Regions from separate parts of the Mus musculus genome. Here regions 2, 3 and 4 are each linked to region 1. The links are chromatin contacts, called in public HiChIP or PLAC-seq and promoter capture Hi-C maps. All regions are on one chromosome and are shown on one strand. The core of a region is the stretch at or near the end of the contact, and the rest is flanking DNA. Distances in the headings are between cores, read along the strand shown.

What was found. Promoter capture Hi-C pulls out the DNA fragments that hold promoters and counts their contacts. HiChIP or PLAC-seq counts read pairs in DNA pulled down with a chosen protein or histone mark.
Region 2: a contact with region 1 is called in an H3K4me3 HiChIP or PLAC-seq map of bone marrow-derived macrophages, with 5 times the contacts expected there. The contact joins the enhancer-like site here to the promoter of Aar2 in region 1. A contact is called at or near these places in 3 of 39 promoter capture datasets (HPC-7-derived erythroid cells, hippocampal neurons and pre-B cells), 2 of 484 Hi-C or Micro-C datasets (the HL-1 cell line and the P5424 cell line), 2 of 115 datasets of contacts at active chromatin or transcription factors (bone marrow-derived macrophages and large pre-B cells) and 1 of 9 other capture datasets (liver).
Region 3: a contact with region 1 is called in a promoter capture Hi-C map of pre-B cells, with 2.6 times the contacts expected there. The contact joins the promoter of Spag4 here to the promoter of Aar2 in region 1. A contact is called at or near these places in 5 of 39 promoter capture datasets (cranial neural crest, liver, maxillary cranial neural crest and 1 more) and 1 of 9 other capture datasets (adipose tissue).
Region 4: a contact with region 1 is called in a promoter capture Hi-C map of the HPC-7 cell line. The contact joins the promoter of Sla2 here to the promoter of Aar2 in region 1. A contact is called at or near these places in 1 of 39 promoter capture datasets (the HPC-7 cell line and HPC-7-derived erythroid cells) and 1 of 9 other capture datasets (embryonic stem cells).

What each region holds. Positions count from the first base shown.
Region 1 is chr2:156,545,954-156,549,583 of GRCm38.p6, reverse strand. It overlaps Aar2 (AAR2 splicing factor homolog), which reads right to left and starts at 2,008. Exons shown (of 4, transcript NM_026661.4): 1 at 1,701-2,008.
Region 2 is chr2:157,034,945-157,038,574 of GRCm38.p6, reverse strand. It overlaps Soga1 (suppressor of glucose, autophagy associated 1), which reads left to right. Exons shown (of 15, transcript NM_001164663.1): 6 at 1,265-1,405. Among named protein-coding and RNA genes, the nearest start is that of Dsn1, 30 kb to the right of the region's middle. Within about 2 kb of position 1,949, at least 52 of the 459 cell types and tissues checked have an H3K27ac peak or open chromatin away from gene starts, as enhancers often do. A contact at or near this core is called in the HL-1 cell line and bone marrow-derived macrophages, where this site is marked.
Region 3 is chr2:156,063,138-156,066,767 of GRCm38.p6, reverse strand. It overlaps Spag4 (sperm associated antigen 4), which reads right to left and starts at 1,555. Exons shown (of 12, transcript NM_139151.4): 1 at 1,097-1,555; 2 at 530-634; 3 at 135-201. The coding sequence starts at 1,406. Gm39970 (a long non-coding RNA gene) reads left to right here and starts at 2,154. Exons shown (of 3, transcript XR_866890.1): 1 at 2,154-2,763.
Region 4 is chr2:156,885,318-156,888,947 of GRCm38.p6, reverse strand. It overlaps Sla2 (Src-like-adaptor 2), which reads left to right and starts at 1,727. Exons shown (of 8, transcript NM_001356495.1): 1 at 1,727-2,068.

The DNA.
Region 1 (3,630 bases), core at 759-3,258:
CACTTTGATTAAAAGCAAAGGGGTTGAGGGTGCTGGCAAATGCTCAGTGAGTAGAGGCACCTGCCTTGTAAGCCTGACAACCTCACTTCGATGGCCAGAGCCCACTCAAGGGTGGAAGGAGAAAAGAGAGCACACAAAGCTGTCTAACCTTCACATGTTTGCCCCAGCATATGACCCACCACCCCATCATGCACTCACATGCACTCGATGCTAAAAACAACTGTGTAGCAGACACTGTCGTCTCTGCAGTATCTGTAAGAATGTTTTCAGCAAGAACCAATCAATGCAAGCCAATCAAGTACTTCAACTTTTACTGAACTGAGTACTAAGTCACTTACTCATCCTACTGACAAAACACTCAGATTACAGGCACTACCCAGGATCTTTACTGGGCCCCAAAAGAAATATCCACAGAATAAGACTACTGAAAACCAGATATTTGTATTTTACACAGAAGTGGCCTCAAAATACACAAGCAGAAAAATCGAGTGCTGCTTGATGTTTACTCTTTTATTTAAAACAAACAAAAAATCCTTTTACAAAAAAATATTAGGAGCACACTTCATTGTCTTTACCTAAAAAAACAGGAGAAAAGACTCTAAATTAGCACTCTTTTTCAAACTGCAAGATGTATCTTGAGTTAAGAAATCATTTTTAGCCGGGCGGTGGTGGCGCACGCCTTTAATCCCAGCACTTGGGAGGCAGAGGCAGGAGGATTTCTGAGTTCGAGGCCCAGCCTGGTCTACAAAGTGAGTTCCAGGACAGTCAGGGCTACACAGGGAAACCCTGTCTCGAAAAAACAAAACAAAACAAAACGAAAGAAAGAAAGAAAGAAAGAAGGAAGGAAATCATTTTTAGACAGAAAGCTATCTGAAATAATGAGAAAAGTTACACAGAAGCCAGAAGAGGATGCTGAATTCCCTGACACTGGAGTTAGAGGTGGGTTTAGCACCATGGCGCCCTTAGGAACTGAGTCCAGGTCCCCTGGAAGAGCAGACAAGTCTCTTAACCACCAAGTCATCTCTCCAGCACCAAGAAGAGAACTTTTAAGCTATTGGAATGCCACAAGTAACAAGGATAGGAATGGTTCCAAGAAGACATGTGCTTGTATATACATGTGATCACAGCATAAAAGTCTTGTGACTGTAGTTCACAGTAAAAAAAAAAAAAAGTCTGAAACACAAACGAATACTCTTCACAAGCCTGCAATACAGAGACAACTCCTCAGCGTATTCACCGCCTTCCAAGAGTGGAGAGTACTTGGTCCTCAATGCGTTCTCTATCTGGCTTTAGGGAATGGCCCGAAAACGCTGCATGAATTTCCCTGGGCAACTCTTCAGCTAATTTAATACCACCCCAATCCGAAGGATTGTTCTAACCACACTGGCTTCTTTCTTACCCTCACACCAGAGAAAACTCTACCCATAGCACTTGGTCACACAATTATTTTTCTTTTTTTAATCTTAGTAAAGCCTCCTCGACCCGGGACTAAGTCAAATGTTGGTGATGACACTCTGGCTACCCTGTTGCCGTTCAGTTCCAGGGACAGGTGTGTAACTTTGTGTACTTGGTTGAAGACTGTCATGCCCACAAGACTCGAGTCCCTGATGCCTAGCATACACACGAAGCTTAATTTTTTTTTTTTAACTTACGATAATATGCACTTTAAATAAAGCCAGGAAGCCGGGTAGGTGACTTACCGGAAGCCACGCAGATCCAGCTCGAGTGAGTCTCGTTCTCTGGTTACAGTTAAAGGGGTGTGGGGGGAAGTTCCTTCGGGAGCCCCAGAGACCCTGACCACGGTGTCCTCAGGGACGGGTTCTCAGGAAGAAAGGCCTCCTCAGACACCAGCTCACAAAGCCAGACTCCGCCAGCGCGATTCTGAGACAAGAAGCGAGGTGGCCCGACCACACACAAGGAAACCGGAGGCCGAAAGGCGCACCGAGGGCCGACACTCACCGTAGCACCTCAAGCTCCGGTTCCGCGGAAACGGGACGGAAGTTCGGCTGCTTTGGTGCCGGATAGGTGCTACGGAAAAAGTAGTCCGGCGGAGCCCCGAGTCTCAGAAGAAATGGCCCGTGCTTCCAGGTTCCTCACGATAAGCACTTCATTTTCTTCTTACTGTTTCGTTTTACTTCCCGAATTATAAATAACGACTTTAATTAAACTATCCACTTTATATCCCCGTCCAGAAACATACTCACCATCCACAGTCCTTTTGGTCTCAAGCAGACACGGGCTGGCCAAAGCATGGTTCAGGTGTTGGCACACAGTAGCCACAGACTGGCTCAGTCATGGTTGGTCCTCTTTAGCCACATTTCCTATGCCGGTCACCATGTCAAAAGTTCCCTATTATCTCCAAGTCCCGGCTTCCAGACACATTCATCCCTAGTTTCAGAACCAAGGCTGTTGCCTGAAGGGAGAACCAGTCCCTTCAAACGCAAACACAGCAGTTCCTCTGGAAATGACCACCCAGTGTTTTCCAGGCCTTACAGAATACAGCAGTCAAGCTATAAATGTGCACTGAGTGAGGAAACCTGACTGTCTTTTTCTTCTCTATTTCCTTAGAACCTAGCACATAGCCCTCATAAATGTACTGTGTATTTAATAACAAATCAAATGATGTGTATAGTAAATGACTATCCATAGGCCTTGCTGTATTAGTCAGGGTTCTCTAGAGTCACAAAACTTATGGGTAGTCTCTATATAGTAAGGGAATTTGTTGATGACTTACAGTCTGTAGTCCAGCTCTCCAACAATGGTGAGCAGCAGCTGTGAATGGAAATCCAAGGATCTAGCAGTTGCTCAGTCCCACAAGGCAAGCAGGTGAACAAGAGAGAGAGAGAATCTTCCTTCTTCCAATGTCCTTATGTAGGTCTCCAGCAGAAAGTGTGTGCCCAGATTAAAGGTGTGTGCCATCACACCTGGATCTGGAACTTGCTTTGTCCCACATGACTTTAAACTCAGAGATCTCCCCTGTCTTAATCTTCTCGGATTCATAACCACTATGCCTCAAGATTTCCATGCCATTATCCAGGTCAGACACTTGCATCTCCCAGCCTCCAGATTAGGGTCACTGTGAGCCTACCAATTCTGGATTGTAGTTCATTCCGGATATAGTCAAGTTGACAACCAGGAAGAGCCAGTACACTAACCTTGTGCTCAGTGGTTCTGTACATCAGAACTCCACCATGAGCCAGAGCTACTGGGAGATACATAGATACTACTTCTAATCTCCTCACTAACCATAGCCAAGATGTGACCCTCCTCTAATCTTGTACTGCCAACTTTCCCGACCTGATTGTAAGCTTGTTTATCTATAAAGGCAGGATTCTCAAAGGCCTTCAGTCTCTTCTTCGGGTGACTTTACCAAGACTGGCTGTAGCTACAATGGCTGACAGAGCAGAAGACAAATAACCTCCAACTTCACTATTGCCCACCTGCCTCTTAAGTGGCCTTCCTACAGCACTGATGGTTGTCAATGGAGAGAAACCATAAAAGCATGCCCAAATTCCTGGAAAAGCCTTGCTATTCCCAGAAAGGACGGGAGTCCCTCTGCCCCCTTTACTGGCTATTGATTGATTGCATCATACCTGCATATCTATAAGCCCGGGTTGGTAAAGGGCTTGA
Region 2 (3,630 bases), core at 700-3,199, 490 kb before region 1:
ATTTAAAAAAATATTTTAAACTTTTTGATCAACTTTTGAGAAGCTTAGCCTTGATACCCATGACAGGCTACCCAGAAAAACTAAAACGGAAAAGACACTTGTTGAAAAATTTAAAATGCATTAGTGCAAAAGCAAAACGTAAACATTTGACGCAAATATAAAAATAAACGAACACCTCGTGTGCCTACCTACCACTTCCTGCCGATGTCTCTGTACACCGTCTTGACTGGTGACGTTCAGTGCAGCAGCCATGTGGGGATGTGCCGCGATGGTAAAGGATCAGCCTTAGTTGGCGGCACAGGTTCTATCCCCAGTACAGAACAGAAACAACCCAAAACTCCCAAGACAAATTTTAAAAATTAAATTAACGAAGCATAGGATTGAGCTGCAGTTCCTTCGTTGTAGTTACACATCGCAGATGCTTGAGGCTGGCTGCGTGCTGGGAGCGCCCCCTCTGATCCTTCCCACACAGCCTTTCCTGGGCCTGGGCTTCATGTTATGGCTACTGTCGCTGGGCAGTGTGCTTCCTCACACCCTGCATTCCCTGTCCGCAGGCTGGGATACCTTGTGGATGGTCCCCACCCTTCGTGCTTAACACGGGATGGGTGGTGATCTGCAGAACCAGGGAGGGATAGGAGCCCCACTCGAAAGGTCCCACCGCCTAGCGAGGGGGAATTAATTAGTCAATCTGTCAAGCCTGTGAATGTGACATGAGAAATGGTTTTTATCAACCAGGAACTTGTCCTAGATCTTGAAGGGGCTCAGATCATTGAGAGAAGGAACACGGTAGGTCGAAGGAACAGGACAGAGTTGTGAGGCTGGGCTGCAGAGAGCGTGGAGTGGTGTGGTTTTCATCCTGAGAGAATGGCGGGAGATTGCTGTGTGTGGCCCTGCACTGCATGGGACCGGGCGGGTAGTGGCTTCAGCTGTGCTGCTGTGGCTTCAGATCGCTTCTTGAAAGGGGAGGCCCGTGTTGAGTCTCCCTCTTCCTGAAGTAAGAGTGAGCAGGGACCACACGGGTCACCGACAGGGTGATAGAATTGTTTCAGAGGGCTTTGCGTAAGAGCCATTCACAAAATTAATGTTTCCACTTGCCCCACTGCTCGTTATGCAATAAGCAAATGAGTTGTGGCCTCGCACCCTGGGAAGGCCAATTCACCCAGGCTCCCTCTCATGTGGACAAAGCCCATTATATGGCAGAGGCCTGGTGGGGACCTTTGTTGCACTCCTTGGGCCTCTCCCTATGGATCTCTTCTGCTTTTAGCCACCTGACTTCAGAGACCTGCTTGAGTGGGAGCCCAGGATCCGAGAGGCCTTCCGTACCGGGGACTTGGAGTCCAAGCCTGACCCTAGTCGGAACTTCAGGCCCTACCGAGCTGAAGATAACGATTCTTATGCCTCTGAGGTGGGTCTAGGCCTAAGCAGGCTGTTGGGTGGAAGCCGATTGCCTCCTGAAAGCAGGCAGGGTGGCCCTTGGAGGAGGATGGTATAGGTTTTAAGCATTTAAACTTCTGACAGCCAAGGCAAAAAAAGAAAGAAAGAAAGAAAGAGAGAGAGAGAGAGAGAGAGAGAGAGAGAGAGAGAGAGAGAGAGAGAGAAAGAGAAAAGGGAATTTGAATCAATCCCGTGGTTTAGTTAGAGGAAGCTTAGCTGGATATGGGACATGATATCAAACTGTAATCCCAGTGTCAGGACGCTGAGGCAGCCTGAATGCTGAGCTGGAGGCCATCTTGAAATGACTAACTTATGTAGCAGAGAAGCAATGGCCTCTCCATTTAGGCTGTTTGAGTTCATGCTGTGACTTTCTGGGTGCTGGCTGTGAGATCTCGGGTACGTCATTTCACTCTCGAAAATTGTCAGGTTTGCCACAGACAAGTACAGAGCCTCATAGGATTGTTGGCCTGGCCTCCACGGGTTGAGGATGAGGTCGGTGTCCGTGACAAGTCACATGGACTCAGGGATCCTGAGTGCTGAGTCACTCTGCTGGTCTGGTGGTGTGACCTTCGACATGTCCACTCCCATGGGCCCGGCTTTCCCACCACAACAGTTATAATCCCTAGAGTTGCTAAGATTCTCTGATCTTTGAGAAGTTCCCTGTCCTCCTGAGCCTGGGAAACTCCCTGGAACTGAAGGGTCCAACTGCCTAGTGAGGTGGTCTGGATGTCCTCATAACCATGGCGAAGGAGGAAGAGGAAGAGCGTTGTCTGGGGCTGGAGAGATGGCTCAGTGGTTAAGAGCACCGACTGCTCTTCCAAAGGTCGTGAGTTCAAATCCCAGCAACCACATGGTGGCTCACAACCATCTGTAATGGGATCTGATGCCCTCTTCTGGGGTGTCTGAAGACAGCTACAGCGTACTTACATATAATAAATAAATCTTTAAAAAGAAAAAAGAAAAGAAAAGCACTGTCTGGACAAGGAGCTAAGCTGTAGTGCTGTGTAGCCTTAGCTTTGATCCCCAGTCAGGAGATGGATAGACAGAGAGAAGGGGAGGGAGAGAGGAAGAAGAGGAGGAGGAGGAAGAAGAGGAAGAAGAGGAGGACGATGACTACGTTGAAGCAACCTGAGATGCTTAGATCTCGTTTTCTGAGAAGAAAATAGGCTTGTTTGTTTGTGTTGGCTCATTTACACCTTGACTCCGTTTCCTTCATTCTTACCGATTAGCTATGACTAAGCACAGCGCCAACCCCCAGTTCAAGAGCGATGTGCAGGGGCAGGCGCCTGACTTCTATTTAAGAGGTTTTTTTTTTTTGTTTCTTTGTTGAGCCAGGGTCTCAGTAATTATATTATGCTTACTTCAAACTTACCATCCTCCTGCCTACAACTTCCAAGTGCTGGGATTACAGGCACATGACAGTTTGCCCAGATCTGCAGAGATTTTTAATACAGAACAGGTGTACAAGACACGCCTCGTATCACTGCAGAGACGGCCAAATTATATTATTGGCCACATTTTTTTTCACAGCAGGAACCTGCTATGCCTGGGACCATGTCCACTCTTCTGTTCCTGTGCAGCGTGTTAGAGTCAACATTCCTGTTACCAGAAATACTTAACACTTGTCTTTTGCGATGGAGTCTTACTGTGTTGCTCAGGCTGGCCTCAGACTCACAGGTTCCGGTGATCCGCCTGCTTCATGCCCACTTCATCTCATCTAAAAAATGTTGTTACTGGGGAATAACAGCAAAGTAGTGATGGATGGGGCTGCAGCTCAGTGATGAGGCACTTGCTCAGCACGTGTGAGGCCTTGTGCCCACACAAGGCAGGGTCTTGCTATGTAACCCAGCACCAGTGCACACACATGGACTCACATGCACACACAAGCAGACACGTGTGTACACACACATGCACTGCACATGGACACACCCATGTACCACACATGCATACACATTCATACATGCCTGCACACATATGCACACATACATGCATGTATTAGTCAGGGTTCTCTAGAGTCACAGAACTTATGGATAGTCTCTAGATAGTAAAGGAATTTATTGATGACTTACAGTCGGCAGCCCAATTCCCAACAATGGTTCAGTCGCAGCTGTGAATGGAAGTCCAAGGATCTAGCAGTTACTCAGTCTCACGCAGCAAGCAGGCGAAGGAGCAAGAGCAAGAGCTAGACTCCCTTCT
Region 3 (3,630 bases), core at 306-2,805, 480 kb after region 1:
TGAACCACTCAAGCCTCGACCGTGGGGGTCCTAGACCCGCCCAGTTTCTGGGAACTCAAGCAGATCTGGATCTGCTCTAGCCTGGGTGGGGCCAGCCCTGCTGCCCTTCCCTGAGCCCTGCCGTTCCCTCTGACCTGCACACACAGACCAGCCCATCGACTGCCAGGGATAACACCATGCTCAGCACCTGAAAGAGGAGGCCTAGGGACGGAGACCGGAGAAGCAGCTCAGAGAGGGTGATCCATGAAGGTGAGGTAGTGCAGGTTCAGAAGGGCTCAAGAGAAGCCGGGGTGGGGACTGGGGTGGTGCGGAGGACAAGAGTCTGGGGCTCAGGAGGCAAGGGTCGTTTGGGGAAATGAGCTGAGGCTGGACACTAGGGCACAGGCTCGAGGAGGAGAACTGGGAACAGGGGCGGGGGTCCGAGAGCAGAGGTCAAAGGGCATCTGGGCTGGTTTCTCTGACTCAGACTCAGCAGAAATGGGGTTCTGAGTGCCAAGGTCAGAGGGGATGGGGCTGGCCTGGCTCGTACTCAGGAAGCTCTTGGACACCCTCGGGGTAGGCATCTCCTGCCTCAGATCCAGGATCGGGAGAAGGTTGAGTTGTTCCTCCAAAACTACAGAAGATCCAGACGGTTCTGCAAGAGCCCAGGGCACCATTGAGGTTTTGTGCACCACAGGCCCGCTCTTCCCCTCGGGGCCCGGGCGCAGGCTCCTGACCCTAGTGCCAAACAGCTGGGCAGCCTCTCAAACAGGCTTTTAGTCCAGGCCTTTGCCCCAGGTCACACTCCCTGCACACGCCCAGACCCGGAGCTGGAGAGTCTCAATCAGTGGAAACCGCCCCCCAGTCTGAGTCCCCGTGCGGCCGGACTAGGGTCACACTCACGCCGGCCCTGCGGCACCTCCTCAGCCATGCCCAGGCACAGGATTTCCTCCGCCCCCTCCCGGGACCGGCCATGGCACCGAGCTCGCCCCCGAGGGACACGTGTCGAGCACGTCCCCTCGTGAGCCAGGTCGGGGCTTCTGCACCCAGGTCCGCGCCGGGCCCCGCCCCCGAGCCCGCCCCGCCCTCTCGCCCCCGGGTTCGACCCCGCCCGCACCCGAGGCCCCGCCCCTCACGGTTGCCGCGCCACAGGCGGTCTGCCCATTGTGGCTCCGAGGCGCCAGCTTCGGCCGAGAGCTTCCTGCCCATGTGTCTCCTCCGGGCATTCCTGGGCTTAAGGCGGGCTCACCACAGCTCGAGCCCCGGGCCCTTCTGCCCTCGGGCTCCCCGAGCTCCGGCCCAGCGGACCGGCGCCCATTGCTGTCCCCCGAAGTCGCGCTGTGGGAACTATTGCTGTTCTCGCTGTAGAAGTTGGGTGTGTGATTATGAGAGGATGCGGCCGAGCCTGAGCGGGGGCTCCGCCGCATCCTGACCTGGGCTACCCCTCTGGGAAGCCGAAGTCGCCGCAGCCAAAGCCCTCGGCCCTTCCTCAGCTGCCTCGCGCCGCAGGGTAGCACCCTGCGTGAGCCCCGCGGCGGCTCGGCCGACCCTCCCGCTGCTGTGCTGTTGTCACCGTCACAGAGGAGCCGCGTCACAGAGCGCCCGTGACGTCACTGGGAGCCAGCAGCCCATCCCCCTTTCCTGATACATTTTTGTTCATGGTTTGGGTGTGTGTGTGTGTGTGTGTGTGTCCATCCAGAAGTTGATCTCTGCTGCTGTCTTCTCCTGCTCCCCACCTTAGCTTTCGAGATAGATTCTCTCTTTCTGAACCTGGGGCTCACTTTTTTGTTTTGTTTTTTCAACTAGGCCCCAGCGGTTCTCAATCTTCCTAATGCTGCGACCTTTAAATACAGTTCCTCATGTTGGGTGACCTCCAACCATAAAATTATTCTCATTGTTATTTCATAACTATATTTTTGTTGGACTGGAAAGGTGGCTCAGCGGTTAAGAGCACTCACTGCTCTTCCAGTGGTCCTGAGTTCAATTCCCAGCAACCACATGGTGGCTCACAACCATCTGTAATGGGATCCGATGCCCTTTTCTGGTGTGTCTGAAGACAGCAACTGTGTACTCATATACATAAAATAAATAAGTCTTTAAAAGAAAACCTGTAATTTTGCTACTGTTATGAATAAACTTTTGGAGATAGAGGTTTGCAAAGGAGGTCCCGACCCACAGTTTGAGAACCATTGAACGAGGGCTGGGACGACTCCATGGTTCCACTTGTCCCTACTCCCACAGAGCTTCAGTGACAGGCAAGTACCACAGCACCCTCTGTTTATGTGGATTCGGGGTTTACAAGCAAGTCCTCATGCTTAGGCAGCAAGCGTGAGGTTTATCCACTGGGCCATCTCAACTCCTCCTCTCTGTTCTGAGTCACGGTCTCTTACAAGTTTGACTAGAGAGCTAACCAACGGGTCCTAGGGATTCTGCTGTTTCTCTCTCTTCAGAGTCGGGATCACAGTCCCCTGAGCTCTGGTCTGTCGCTTTTTACCTACAGTGCTGGGTATCTGCACATGGGTCCCCGGGCTTCCGCACATTTTATTGATTATGACATTGCCCCAATCTCCTATGTAATTTAGACAAGAGGTTTTGCTTTGATTCTTTTGCTAGCCTGGTACTGGATATATAACCCAGGATGGTCCCGAGTCAGGACCATACTCCCGGTACAGTCTCCCAAGCCTGAGACTATGGGCATGTCATCATGTCCATCATGACCAGCTACAATGGCACCTAGATTTTGTTCACTTCTGTATCCTGCAGTACCTAGACGGGTCTAGCCTGGTAAGTGCCCTAGTATTTAGGGAAGCAGTAAATATTAGGAAGGAACAGAGCATCATCCAACACACTAAAACATTTATTATGGCCCCTCCTATTCACTTTTAAAACAGAGTCTCACTATGCAGCCAAAGCCAGTCTGGAGCTCAGATCTGCCTGCCTCCCCCACCTCCCAAGCTCTGAGGTAAAGGCATGTACCACAACTCCCAGCTGAGAGAGAGACAGAGGGACAGAGAGACAGAGAGACAGAGAGAGAAAGAGACAGAGACAGAGACAGACAGAGAGAGAATAAGCTTTAAGCTCGGCAACAAGTGCCTTTACCTGCTGAGCCATCTTGCTATCCTAGAACCACATTTTGAATAACTACATGCTTGTATCTAATTAATGTCTGTACCAGGAACAGCAACAATGTAGTGCAACCTGCAAGATTTACACAGGGAGTCTGTCAGCTCCCGAGGGAAAAGGACTTACTTCTCTGAGATCATGTTGCATCACAGGTTTGAATTTGGGAATCCTGACCCAGCAAGGTGGTAGCACACTTCTTTAATCCTAACACTATGGAGGCCAAAGTAGAAGGATCTCTGAGTTCTGAATTCAAGGCCAGTCTAGTCTCCATAAAGAGTTCCAGGACAGCTAGAGCTATATAAAACCACAATGACAAAAACAGAATTCCAAAATCCTGCACCCACCCGGTGTTTTTCTTCTCACATCACATCTTACTTAGAATGCTAATCAGCTTGGGGAAGTGGCAGTTCTTAGAGGCTGAGGTATAAAGACAGTCTGTTCTGCTAAGCTGTGTTCCAGTCCAGAGGAGGTTCTTGTATTGTACCAGGCTCTAGAGAGGTGACATTACTATGTTTCATTAGATTCCAT
Region 4 (3,630 bases), core at 478-2,977, 340 kb before region 1:
CCCACTCGGCCCCCAGTAACATCGGAACTGAAAAAAATTTATTTCAGCCAGCCTGTGACCAGCAGTCAGTCAGATGGAACTCAAGAACTCTAAGAGGGGGCTGGAGAGATGGCTCAGTGGTTAGGAATACTGACTACTCTTCCAGGGGTCCTGAGTTCAATTCCCAGCAACCACATGGTGGCTCACACTATCTGTAATGAGATCTGATGCCCTGCAGAGAGAAAGTGCTGTCACTGTAGCATCTGATTCCACTTACCAGACACCCACGCATCTGCAGGAAGTGTTCCTGGTCTGATGGAGAGTGGTTCTCCATTCCCTCAGTTCCAGAAAAGGCGACAGTATGGCTCTCACTTGTCATATGTTGTATGCATACCCCCACGGACATATACACAGGAATATACATAGAAATATTACTATGCTGAGAGAGAGAGAGAGAGAGAGAGAGAGAGAGAGAACTGTGGCTATCTTCAGACACACCAGAAGAGGGCATTAGATCTCCCATTACAGATGGTTGTGAGCCACTATGGAAATTAAACTCAGGACCTCTGGAAGAGCAGTCAGTGAGTGCTCTTACCCCCTGAGCCATCTCTCCAGTCCTGCTTGCTGTCTTTCTAACAATCAAGGGGCTGGGTCCTGGGATGCGGATTCATGGGAACCTGATTGAATTGATGTGTAAATAAGAGACTGCACTTTTGATCTGGAAGAGATGAACTATCCAGAGAGTTCTTAGAATAGCAAGAGAAAGCTGTCTTGGGCAGAAGAGAGAGAGAGAGAGAGAGCGAGAGCGAGAGAGAGAGAGAACGCTTATTATCTGGAAAGCTGTCTCAAGCAGAACATAGGCCGTCAGCTTGTAACTCACCATTTGACCCTGAGTCTTCCTTTTTGCTACCCCCAGACACCCCTTCTCTCAGGAATCCCTCTCCAAGCCAAAGCTGGTCCTTGGCGCACGACCAGGGCATGTTTTGACACACTGGGTCTGAGACAAGCCTGCATACCTAAGTATCTCCTAGCTGATACTGTGGTTACCATATTTTGAAGACCAATCTCATTGATCTTTCAGGTGCTTGGGATTGAACCCAGGGTCTAGGACATAATAAGCAGACACCTACTACTAAACTACATATCAGTCCCAAATCTGAATTTTCGAAATACAGTTTCTACACCAACAACATGGGCATTACCCATAAGCTTGTTAGGAATCCCCCCCCCCCCCCCCCCGCCCCGCTCCCATCATTCTCTGATATTCACTGATATGCTCAAGGAGAGGCCCGAAGGCAACTTTCAGAAGTCAGTTCTCTCCTTCCACCACTGGGTCCCGAGGATCGCACTGGGTCATCAGGCTCGGTGGGAAGCATCTTTATCCACCCAGCTATCACACTGGACCAGAAATGAGCCCCACTTCAGAGTCTATAATTGAAGATCCCAAGTGATTCCTATGCGTAGTGCCTTCTGAATATTTGAACTCAGAGTTGCAAAGGCTGCTCCGGTGATTCTTGTGGCCAGGTCTCACTGATCTCTCCCCATACCTTTATTTCTTGGACCAGATGGAGCCAAAAAGCCAAGAAGGACCTCCAGCCTGAGGCATGGGGAGGGGGTGTGGGGGTGGAGGGAGCAGCTGCTCCCTAGAAACAGGAAAGGGGCAAGGTGGTTCCTCCATGGGCTACGATGTGATGCGTCAGAGGAAATAGAGGCGGGGAGAATGTGGGGCTGTGAGAACCACAGAGCCTGCAGCTGGGAGCTAGAGCTCTGAGGAGCAGTAGCACCTGGGTCTGTCTACACGGGCTCAGGTCCCTAGGCCACGCTCTTTGTCCCTGCTGTGCTGGGTGGGAGGGCCCAATCTGGTTTCTCTGAGAAGCAAAGGACTGCTGTACTAGTTTCGTGGAGATTGTCTGCTGACAAAGAAGCTTGATCACAGTACCTCAGCCTACTCTGACTCCTTTCTGGTGACCGATCCTCCAGGCTGCTGGGGCCTGAGATGCCGACTACCTTAGGACCTGCAAAGGCCTGACCTGTCGGGTCAGTGTGCACATTGGCTGACTACCCTCATCAAACGTCTGATGGCAAACCTGTAAGTATGCTTGTTTTGTTTTCTGGTGGACTTGGGTCAGGTGGAAAAGAGTAGTCCTCTCAGAGTGGGAGTGAGCTTTGTAGTCGCACTCCAGGAGGACGGCTGGTGGCTAGCTGCACAAGGAGGTCTCTAGGATCCACAGAGACACAGTAGGCTCGCCTCCAGAGAGTCTGACTACCTCCAGGAAACTTTTCCTAAGATCTCACGCCTCCGAGGTCTCTTCGGCGCTGCCTACTTTCCTCTCCTGGACCAAGAATCTTGCAGGGAAGGAACGGGCTCTAGATTACTGTCACCTGCAGCATCTCAGTTGCTCTCACAGGGTGCAGGTCTCAGCCTGAAAAGGCGCAAAGCTGAGGAAACAGATGACTGATCCTCTGCGCTCAGTTCCCAGATGCAAAATCAAGCCCACAAAATCACAGGAGACAAGAAGGCCCTCCCAGCCCTACACTTTCTCACCTCTGCCTGAGCAGCAGGCAGCTCATCCTCCACACGAGGTCATTGCAGTGAAAAGGGGGTTAGAGAGAAGCAGGGCGGCCTGGGTGCTGTGCAGTTTCTGCTGCCTTTCCCCAGCACTCTGCCCATCCTCTCACCGGGACACCACAGACAGCGCCTAATCACAGAGGAAGTTGCTCAGATGTAGGCCAAGTGATCTGATCTCTTGTGCAAATGTGGCCAGCACATGTTCGTCCTCGGCCTAATGGCCACTGCCTGGGCCACATCTTCCCCAGTAGTTACCATGCCTTGGCCAGACCAGGAAGAGAATGTTGCAGAGTCCCGGAGGGGTCCAGCAAAGATCAGGTCCCCTGTGGTTCAAGGGTCCTAAAGGTTGTGGTCTTGCTGCAGGAGAGCAAGAAAGTTGATCACCTCCAATCCTCCCTCTGACCCTGCAGAGTGAGCCCGAGTCAGCGTTAGGAGCCCTCATCACAGGAGACACCCCAAGCTGCATGCTGTGTCTGAGGTCACACAGCTGCTCTGAGTTAGTCCCCCATGCTACCCATGGCAGGCATAAAGCCATGCACTTAGCCTGAACCTCATCCTTGGGGCAGCTCAGATGGAAGAGTTGCCCTGGCTGTGAGCAAATGCCAGCCTCCAGGAGGCAGCAGAACCACCATCCTCACCAAAGCTGCCCTGTCCCCAAAGTCTGAGAGGAAGGGGCTGTCCAGAGCCAGTCCTGGGGCACCAGCCTGCCTGGTGTTCCTGATCTGTGCTGTGGATACTGAGCTCAGCACAGAGGCAGCAAAGACAAAAGCTGTTTCTCCAGATGGTGACACAGCGCTGTAAGACAGGTTGGGTTTCTCCAGATGGTGACACAGCGCTGCAAGACAGGTTGGGTTGGGGGTTAGCACAGACGAATTGTCATCCCTACAAGGCCCTGTCTCTACTCCGTGGGGACAATTCCAGGACTTGGATGTCATCCCATGGCATTAATGAGCAACACCCTCATCCAGGCAACGTGTGTCCCTAGGGTAAGGAAGACACCCACTGTGTCTTCATGCTAGTCTGTGAGCTGCTCCTGCCAACCGTGAACCCTTGGCAGTGCCTGGCCAGCTGAATGGAACCAA